Linked DNA regions of Mus musculus: all the other regions are linked to region 2. Evidence: chromatin contacts called from public HiCAR-type and promoter capture Hi-C data. All regions are on one chromosome and are shown on one strand. Each heading gives the region's core, a stretch centred on a gene start, on an enhancer-like site or on the middle of the called end of the contact. The rest is flanking DNA. Distances are from core to core; before and after follow the strand shown. Region 1 has its middle 70 kb from the start of Bmt2. Region 2 holds the start of 1110019D14Rik (RIKEN cDNA 1110019D14 gene). Region 3 has its middle 43 kb from the start of Gm38767.

Region 1 (2,716 bases), core at 154-2,653, 120 kb after region 2:
CAGGTAACTGTGGGGTGGAGTTTAGACAGAACGCTAACCGCAGCCTTCCCCCTGAGGGACCAGCCATATGGCGGGTAGTATAGAATAGAGTTTATTAAGATCATGGAGAGGGGAGTTAAGAGGGTAGTAGAGGCAGAGAGAGGCAGAGAGAGAGGGAGGGAGGGAGGGAAGGAGGGAGAGAGAGAGAGAGAGAGAGAGAGAGAGAGAGAGAGAGAGAGAGAGAGAGGAGAAATAAAGGAGTAGAGGCCGGCCATGAGCAGGTAGACAGAGGGGGTAAGGGAATGGGGAAAGGCAGGAACAGGAAGGGAAGAGCAAGGACAAGGGAGGAGCAAGAGAGCAAGGAGTGGGCAAGCAACTCCTTTTATAGTGAGTCAGGCACACGGGGGCTTAGACAGAATTCTAACAGAGGATCTAGTTAGATGTCATTTATTATTTATCAGGACTGGTGACAGAATAAAGGCAGGAGAGCAGCTTTCTTATTGCTATGCTGGCGCCATTTCCCCTGGATCTTTATTTATAAGTTTGATAACTACATCAAATTAGGCAGATCTATTTTTAACTTTTGAAGAGCCTCCAAACTGTTCCCCAGGCCTGGACTAATTTACACTAGTTAATCTCCTCCCTAGCCTTTGTTGCTAATAGCCATTCTAACTGGGGAGGGGCTAATGCATATTTCGTTAGTAGCTAGAAACAGCAGACTCTTCTTACCTATGTTTGTTAGCCATTTGTAGTTTTCTGAAGACATGTCAGTTCAGAACAATCCTCTATTTTACTTGGTTTTTAATTGTGGTTGTTAAGGTCTTTTATTTTCCCCAACCAAAAATTTTTTTTGGATCTTACTGGCTTTCTTTTCAATAAATAAATAAATAAATAAATAAATAAGGTCTTTTATTTTCCCCAACCAAATTTTTTTTGGATCTTACTGGCTTTCTTTTCAATAAATAAATAAATAAATAAAAAAATATGTGAAAACCACCCAGTTACTTATGCCAGATGATTTAGGATTTAAGTGAACAAACTATTGTCCATAAGAAATAGGTGTTACATTTAAAATAAGCCTAGATCTCAATCAGAATCAAAATAGGATGCCTTTATTTTAATAAAAAAAGCAATAAGCTAATGCATGTTAAGTTAGCCTGCCAAGCTCTAGTGTATAAAGGTAGATAACAAAGGCAGTTTACTGCTCAGAACAATAGCACTAGTCTGGAAGAGTATTTGCATTTGAACTCAACGCCCCAGTTCCCATAGAGTTGTTAAGGAGAGTAGCCTGTGGGTGCCCACCCCCAGCTTTGGTGGACACCATCTCTATTTTCCAGCGCTATCAGCGGCTCTGACTGCCTTCCCGAGGGCAACAATGTATCTTCCAAATCTGCACGCGCTCTCTCTCTCTCTAAGCTCCTTGAAAAGATAAGGAACAAAGCACACTCTGTGCGATGGGTGTACCACATACAGAACTGCAGGAGCTCTGCAGAGGATTGTGGGCCTAAAATAAAGCAGCAATTTCTAGGAGAGCTTGGCGGAAGAGTGAGAAGCCCTCCTGGTGACTTCCCAGCGCTGACAGAAAAGAACCTCTTCACCCTCAGGCTGATTAAAAAAAAAAAATGTGTGTAAGCTCTTCTTGTTACTAAAATGCCTCCTCTAAGTCCTCCATTTTTTCTTTCCCAATCCCTCAGTTTCCCAGAACACATTGTAGTTAAGGTCTGGCCATCCTGAGTCCAGATTTGAAATTCAATTGTCTACAAAACAATTTATATAGTAGCAATCAGATTCCCAGGCTATTCCTCTTGGTGCCTCCAAACTCAGTCTCCCTGAAGGCCCTCTTACCCCATAATGTATCTGATTTAGAGAACATTCCATTTCAACTGCATTGCGAATTAAATAACTTTGGCGGGCTAGATGGAGACCATACCACCATTTATGAGGTCTCTGGGGTGAGGAAAATGTGGTTTTATTAATGAATGCATTTAACAAATGTCTTTCTGGACCATGCCTTTTATTAGATTACATTTTTTTTTAATTTAGTAATCCAGTTTCTAGAATGTTATTGGAGGAAGTTTACTTTTGCAACTGTCTGTGAAACATGCCATTATTTTCTATGGCTGCAAAGACAGTATCCGGAGCCAAAAGCCTGGGGAAAAAATAAGCCCAATTTCTAGTGGGGGATTAACATTAAGGGCGAATGTGCCAACATGCTCTGTCCACTTATCATGTATCATCTCCCAAGAGAAGTATGATGTCCAAGAAACAGATTGTCAAAGTAAAAAATAAATAAAAATTTTTAAAAATTAATGACATTTCACAAAACTCCTGCAAAAATAGCAGTGTGTGATGTGCCAGGAAGCCCAGGGAACAATCTCTCGTTGGAAGAGCTGTACCCTTGGGAAGCTTTGCTGAGTATTCTTAGTTTCGTTTCATATTCTGCTCTGTTCCAGGGCCCTTGCTATGCAATAAGATATTTCCATTTGTCATCAAAATGTTCTCTGGGATCTTTTGCTTTCCAGTTTGCTTTTGCTTAATTCCACCCTATTACACACAGCTAAAAAAGAAATTGACTATGTATTTTCATATCTGCATTCCCATTTAGAACATATTGAGCATCTTTATATGTCTTCTGATGACTTATTCTTTGGGGATTTATGCTTTCTTCTGATTGAAGATTATCCAGTTACTTATATTTTCCCATATGGAGAGACAGAAGCAAACTAGCAGAGCTTCG
Region 2 (3,150 bases), core at 24-2,523:
TTTTACCATGCATAGACTCTGCAAACTTAAAGCTTAAGCAAGACACTTTACAGACTCAGGAACAGAAAAGTGTACAAGCACTAACTTTAGTCTGCAGACTTCCACTAGCTGAAACAAATACATAAGGAAAAATAAAACCTCCCAAATGAAAACACTGGAATGTAGGAGGATATTTTGGAAGTCATAAAAGCAAGAGGTCCTATTCCAAAACTAATTGATAGGAAAGATACAAAGCCAAAAGCAACATAAGACAAGTGCAATTAGAGTGAATTTGTTAAAATAATTAACTTTAGAAAAACAACACTGTCAATCTATCAGACACAACTTGCTTTAATGTGTTCACCACCTCTGTGAAGCTCCTGTAAAATCTTGGCACATTTATTTCATCAAATTATTGTTCCTAGCTAATGTCGCTGAAGTTCCTGCCAAACGTCTTTTGGGAAGCAGAAGTATAAATCATTACCGTCAGAGAGATACAACTGTGTTTAAAAGGAGAACCAACAACACAAGAATACAAGCTGATTATAGACACTCAACTGAGTGTGCCCACAGTATTCGCATGATTTTTATCAGGACAAGTCCGGGCACCTCTAACTCAGCACCGTGAGTAACTTACAATGAGAAGATGACAAATTGTCAGTAAGTATGAAAGTGCTCGGGCCAGAAGGAACATTTAGTATGGATATCCCAGGTAACAAGACTTCAAGAACTTTTCAAAGTTAATGCTTACAGATGCATGTGAATAATACTTATAATGGTTTTGAGTACTAAACTTGGCATCTTAAAATATTGGGAGGCTGTGGAGAGTGAACATTCTGAAAAAGACAAGAATTCGAATCGGAAAAGATCTGTGTATAGGGCTGAAACCATATTTTCTAAACCTGATTTGCACCACAAATGATTCAATATTTTCCAAACTTTCTGATTAAATGTGCTTATTTTCCCCGTTAGTTTTAAAAAATTAGCAAATGTCATTAGGCACATTTGGAAAATGATAACGGGGATTTTCTGCTGCAGAAATGTTGGAAGGCCCCAGGTTTGAAACATTCCCAAACAGATGGCTTCCCTCAGCTACCCTCTCCCACGGTTACTTCCTTATTTCAGAGTACTAACAAGACATATTCATGCGGCTAGAATTCCTTTACAGGGCAGAAAACACGTATTGTTGTTTCGTTAGTCCTACGAATTCACTAAACCTTTTCTTGAACACTCACCCTCTCTTTAACAGTAAAACCAGAGGGCAAACTTGTGAAACCCGAACAACAAGCAGCCTGTGGTCTATCCCTCAGTCAGGGATCCCAGAGCGCGCTGTGCATGACGGGAGTAGGCAGCAGGGCTTGTGGGAAATGTAGTCTGGCGACACCGCCCTGCTCTCCATTCCTGTAATGGCTGCTTTCGGTCCGGTAAGGTACAAACTCCGCTCCCGGGGATTCCAGGATTGATTCTCCTAGTGTACTTGCACAACCCAACAAATTTGCACCCTCCCAGGGCGAAGGAATTCCAGATCTTTATGTTAGATCTTGGGATGAATTTGCTTCTCGGCTTGGTTTCATTTAGCAATCTGTGTGTGAGAACTAACTTTAAATCTAGTAGTCTCTTTTTGAAGGAACTGTTAGGGAGTGTTTTCTGTACTCGTTACCAATTTCTGTCCTTGCTGTTCGTTTCTCACTGACTCTAGCTTCCTCTTTAAAATAGGCTGTGTCACGAGTAACCTCTTAGCCTCAGCATCCGGAAGTTCCAAAGAGAATATTTCACGTTGGGTAGAATTACTTATACCCTTGTTTCGGTAAGTCTTATTAATTCCTTACAACTTCACAGAGTCACGTGTTGTGTTGAATTTTCTAGATAAGAGACATGCTAATAAAATGTGACTTTTACCTGTTAGGGTATTTTATTTGGCAAGTATCTTATGCATTTTTCCCTCTCTTTTCTAATGATAACCTAAAATGACTGTCTTTAGTTTTGTCATCTTAAACTGACATCTGAAATGATTCACAAATTCCAGTCTAAAAGATTGTTTTATATTAATATTGTCATTCAAAAAAAAAAAAATAAGGCTTTTTTTTTTAACAGTTTCTTTTGTTCGGTGTTTAACTTCTAGGCAAGTTCAGCCCTCCAGATCCTAGCATCATGAATTCAGTTTCAACGCAATTGATCTTAGTCCTCGCTTCGCTGCTTTTGATCCTGCCTGTTGTTGAAGCAGTGGAAGCTGGAGACGCGATTGCACTCTTATTAGGTGTGGTTCTCAGCATTACCGGCATCTGTGCTTGCTTGGGGATATACGCAAGAAAGCGAAATGGACAGATGTGACTCTGAAGGACTCTTCTGAATTAGACTGCACCCTGACCAGTGTGCTGAAAACCATTGTTCTGTTGAGGCCGACCCCAAGATTTGATCTCTCCCGTTCTCAGCAAGAGGGTTACAGTTAGCTGAGAGTTAACACTCTCAGTTAAGAGATGCTTTCACGTTCATACTTGTTTCTTCTACAATGGGGGCAGATGGGAGTGGAGGGCAGATGGGAGTGGAGGGCGGCTCTTAACAACAAAGAGTGCACTAATAATGTGGCCCATAACTTGTATTTGCTGCTTGGGAAGGGGCCAAAGTGAGAGGGCTTAAGTTTGCAAAAGTATTATTTCATACTTTCAAGTTGTCAGAGCACATGGAATTGGAAGATGGAAGTATTTGTTCAGAATCTAGTAAATCTATATTGTTATAATCACTGCCTCTTGCATTCTGGGGATCTCTCTCTCTCACTCTCACTCTCACTCTCTCAGAGAACCGGTTGGGGTGGGTTTTGGATTTGTTTTATTGTTGTTACTGGTTTTCTTTTTTTTTAATGCTTCTGTTTTTATCTCGCAAGTTGATATTGTACTTAGATCTTAGCCAAAAACTTTTATCTCTGAGAAAAAGTTTAATAAAAATGTACTAAACATATCTAATACTAAAATAGAGAAAATATTTGTTAAAAGATAACTTTACATTGAGTATCTTCTCCTTGTGAGATGTATTGTATCAAATACATAGCCATTATGCCATCAGTTCACCTATTGTTTTGGTCTGCTTGTATCTATGAGCTAATTATTTATAATCTGAGTGAAAAGGGACTGGTTATGTTACCTTAAAGGATCACCATGGGCAAGAAATGGGCAT
Region 3 (2,890 bases), core at 91-2,590, 100 kb before region 2:
GCATGTTTCAAATAGTTCATTTGTGACTATCACTAATTGCCTGTATCAATTTGTGTAATTTTAAATGTGTTGCTGAACTAATGCCACCAAAGTTGGATATTGTCAGTCCCACCTCACAAACCTAAATGTCTCCAACTTACTTTTTTACTAGTTAACAGGAAAATTTTAAGAATCAATAAAAATATACTGTCCTTTTCTTAAAGTCAATTTTTAAAAATTCTTCCATCAACAATAATGTAGAGATATATGTAAAAGAAATCTTAGTTTTTCATATTATGAATTTCTCTCACCCATTGCAGCCACTGTGCTATGAAATCTTTGAGAAGAGACTCATAGTCCCTGGCCTAGCAGCGTACTTTATTCTTAGAAGTAATTGAAAAACAGGGGTGGGGGAAATTCCTAAATTCGTATTACAACAAAGTAAAATTTTTCTTCTAAACTGCAGTCAATCTAAACATTCTGAAATGTGCAAAGTAAATGGTTTTTATTTTTGTTTCCTTGTTGTTTTGTCACAGGGTCTGCCTGTGCAATTCTTGCCAGCGTAGAGATTGCTACATAAACCAGGCTGGCCTCAAACTCACAGAGGTCCACCTGCACCCGGAGGGCTGGTATTAAAAGTGTGCTCTGCTCATGCTCATCAGAAACAAATTTGTATTCTAAATGTTGATCTGGTACAAGGTTCCTTATCTTATCCTCTTAACATTTACATTTGTATACTTAAACATATGGAATAAAAAGGTATTTAATATTTATAGACAAAGACCTAAGTAGTTTTTAAGTATCTCAAGAGATTTTCCGTGTGTTTTTTCTCTTGTGGTTGTTCATAACAAAAAGAAGCACCTCAAACAAGATTATAGAACCACAGTGAATCCAAAGATAGCCTTGTTATTCTCTCACTGTGTACAGAGACTGATGCCAAGAAGTTAGAAAAAAAAAATAGAACCTTCCTGCTGATATATCAACTCAGTTTCAAAAATATCACTAGATAGAGAAACTGATGCTTTCCAGGTGAAATGTTGTTTCACCGTAATTGAGCTAAACCAGAACGGAACATGAAATGCATAACTTAGATTTCTAACGTCCAACCACACTAAACATAAAATGTGTCTTTGTAGGGAGGAAAAAAAATACACCCTTTCAAAGTAATCAGTTATTGGGAAACCTGTCTCTGGATACTTTCTGTAGCTGTGTAATGCTTGCTTGGAAGCCTCCATAGGCAGCTGAGTCAGGTTGCTTGAATAGGGTATTAAAAAAAGAATCTGTCTTCACTGGGATCTCCGTAGGGCCTCTAGGGTTAGAGTTCCTGCAGGATCGGTGGAGTCTGCTGTGTACCCAACTGTATGCACACTGCGACCCTCTCCCTCCCCACTGCACATCCTGCCTCCTTTGCGGCTCTGTGAGGGACTCACTTGCCAGGCTCTCCCAGGGAATCCTGCCCACAGTTCCCCACTGCAGTCTTTTGCCAGGAATCTGCTCCGTAATATCAAATAGGCCACTTTTTCCCCGTTGATAAGAGAGTTCTCTCTGTAGCTCTAGGAAAACAGATTCCTCGTGAAAGCCCGATGAGACTACTAAAAACTGCATTTTCTGGCAAATCTTTGGCAGATAGTAAAAGTTACCTAAGCTCTTCGGAAGAAGCCAAGAAACATACTTCATTATTATTGATACTGCTGTCAGCGTGTCAGGGGCTTACTTTTTAATATTTTGAAATTAAGCAAAGCCGGGGAGATGTTAAAGAGTGTCTATAAGGCAGTTAATAAATGCAGTGCAACAGCACACTCAGGAGATGCTATGTAAATCTGCTGAAGATCGTGTTTGTCAAATGCGAATCACAGGAAGGCAGTTGTGTAAATGCTTCAGGGAGTCTTCCTATAGTGCAAATATGCTCTTTGACTTTCTGTGCTGTTTATAAATCTCCTTTTATTATATGGCATGCAATCGATAAAGCTGGGTAAAAGTGGAAGACATTTGGGGTTTAGCTCTCATTATGAATGCATTACATTTACATACAGATGGAGATAATTTGGGTATATCTTCCAGCTTTTGTGGGGCCCTACCAGATTAGCACCAAAATGACTGCAGCATCATATCCCTTCCCTCCAATATACCAGAGAAGGCAGGATCTGCTGAGAGAATCCAGAGAGCAGTACTAACAGCTTTTTGAAGACCCCATGTTTTTGCACAAGAAATCAACAGACAGATACTCTGGACGCAGTCAGGACCCGCAGTCTTGTTAGAAGTCACAATGTACCTATATTCATTCATCTATAAAACTAGTCCTTTTCCTCTTTATCCTCCTCTTAGCTTTTAATTTTATGAGTCATATCTTTCCTTCATGGTTTAGCATTTTAAAATTTCATATTAACTAGGGGTTTTTACACTAAAATGCCAGTAAATATGTTATTATTGCCGTGTGTTGTTAAAACGCTTTAAAGGTACATTTCCCTCATTTTCTAATTTTATCTTGTAATTTTCTTCTAATTTGAGCACATTTCATTTTCAGCCTCCTCTAGGTGATTTTCTCTTCATCTTTACCAGAGCCTTAGTTTTCCCTTCTTTACAAGGTTATAGAGCTCTCAATCCTCTTCTTAGTTTCGATAACTGTTATAAATTGATAAACATGTTATAAAATTTGATAAGCATGTTATAAATTTATCAACAATTGTTTCTATGGAAACTCAAGGTTTCAAAGACATAGGATGCTCCAACTCTTTTTTTTTTTTCATTATTGAATATTTTATTTATTTACATTTCAAGTGTTATCCCCTTTCCCAGTTTCCTCTCTGGAAACCCCCTATCACATCCCCACTCCCCATATGTCTGTGAGAGTGCTCCCCCACCCACCCACCCACCCATTCCTACCTCACCACCCAGGCATTCCCCTACACTT

Evidence for each region. Promoter capture Hi-C pulls out the DNA fragments that hold promoters and counts their contacts. HiCAR-type assays count read pairs that join an accessible place to other places.
Region 1: a contact with region 2 is called in a HiCAR-type map of embryonic stem cells, with 2.4 times the contacts expected there. The contact joins the enhancer-like site here to the promoter of 1110019D14Rik in region 2. A contact is called at or near these places in 4 of 39 promoter capture datasets (the 3T3-L1 cell line, the C10 cell line and hippocampal neurons), 1 of 15 datasets of contacts at CTCF or cohesin (the NIH/3T3 cell line), 3 of 115 datasets of contacts at active chromatin or transcription factors (bone marrow-derived macrophages and embryonic stem cells) and 3 of 9 other capture datasets (adipose tissue, liver and pancreatic islet).
Region 3: a contact with region 2 is called in a promoter capture Hi-C map of hippocampal neurons, with 2.0 times the contacts expected there. The contact joins the enhancer-like site here to the promoter of 1110019D14Rik in region 2. A contact is called at or near these places in 1 of 39 promoter capture datasets (hippocampal neurons), 1 of 484 Hi-C or Micro-C datasets (the G1E-ER4 cell line), 2 of 115 datasets of contacts at active chromatin or transcription factors (bone marrow-derived macrophages and embryonic forebrain) and 1 of 9 other capture datasets (pancreatic islet).

What each region holds. Positions count from the first base shown.
Region 1 is chr6:13,746,773-13,749,488 of GRCm38.p6, reverse strand. No RefSeq gene overlaps it. Among named protein-coding and RNA genes, the nearest start is that of Bmt2, 70 kb to the right of the region's middle. Within about 2 kb of position 1,403, at least 27 of the 459 cell types and tissues checked have an H3K27ac peak or open chromatin away from gene starts, as enhancers often do. A contact at or near this core is called in adipose tissue and embryonic stem cells, where this site is marked.
Region 2 is chr6:13,869,692-13,872,841 of GRCm38.p6, reverse strand. It overlaps 1110019D14Rik (RIKEN cDNA 1110019D14 gene), which reads right to left and starts at 1,273. Exons shown (of 3, transcript NR_045995.1): 1 at 1,215-1,273. 2610001J05Rik (RIKEN cDNA 2610001J05 gene) reads left to right here and starts at 1,324. Exons shown (of 3, transcript NM_001352887.1): 1 at 1,324-1,403; 2 at 1,696-1,786; 3 at 2,102-3,150. The coding sequence starts at 2,131. The coding sequence ends at 2,310.
Region 3 is chr6:13,973,816-13,976,705 of GRCm38.p6, reverse strand. No RefSeq gene overlaps it. Among named protein-coding and RNA genes, the nearest start is that of Gm38767, 43 kb to the left of the region's middle. Within about 2 kb of position 1,340, at least 12 of the 459 cell types and tissues checked have an H3K27ac peak or open chromatin away from gene starts, as enhancers often do. A contact at or near this core is called in hippocampal neurons, where this site is marked.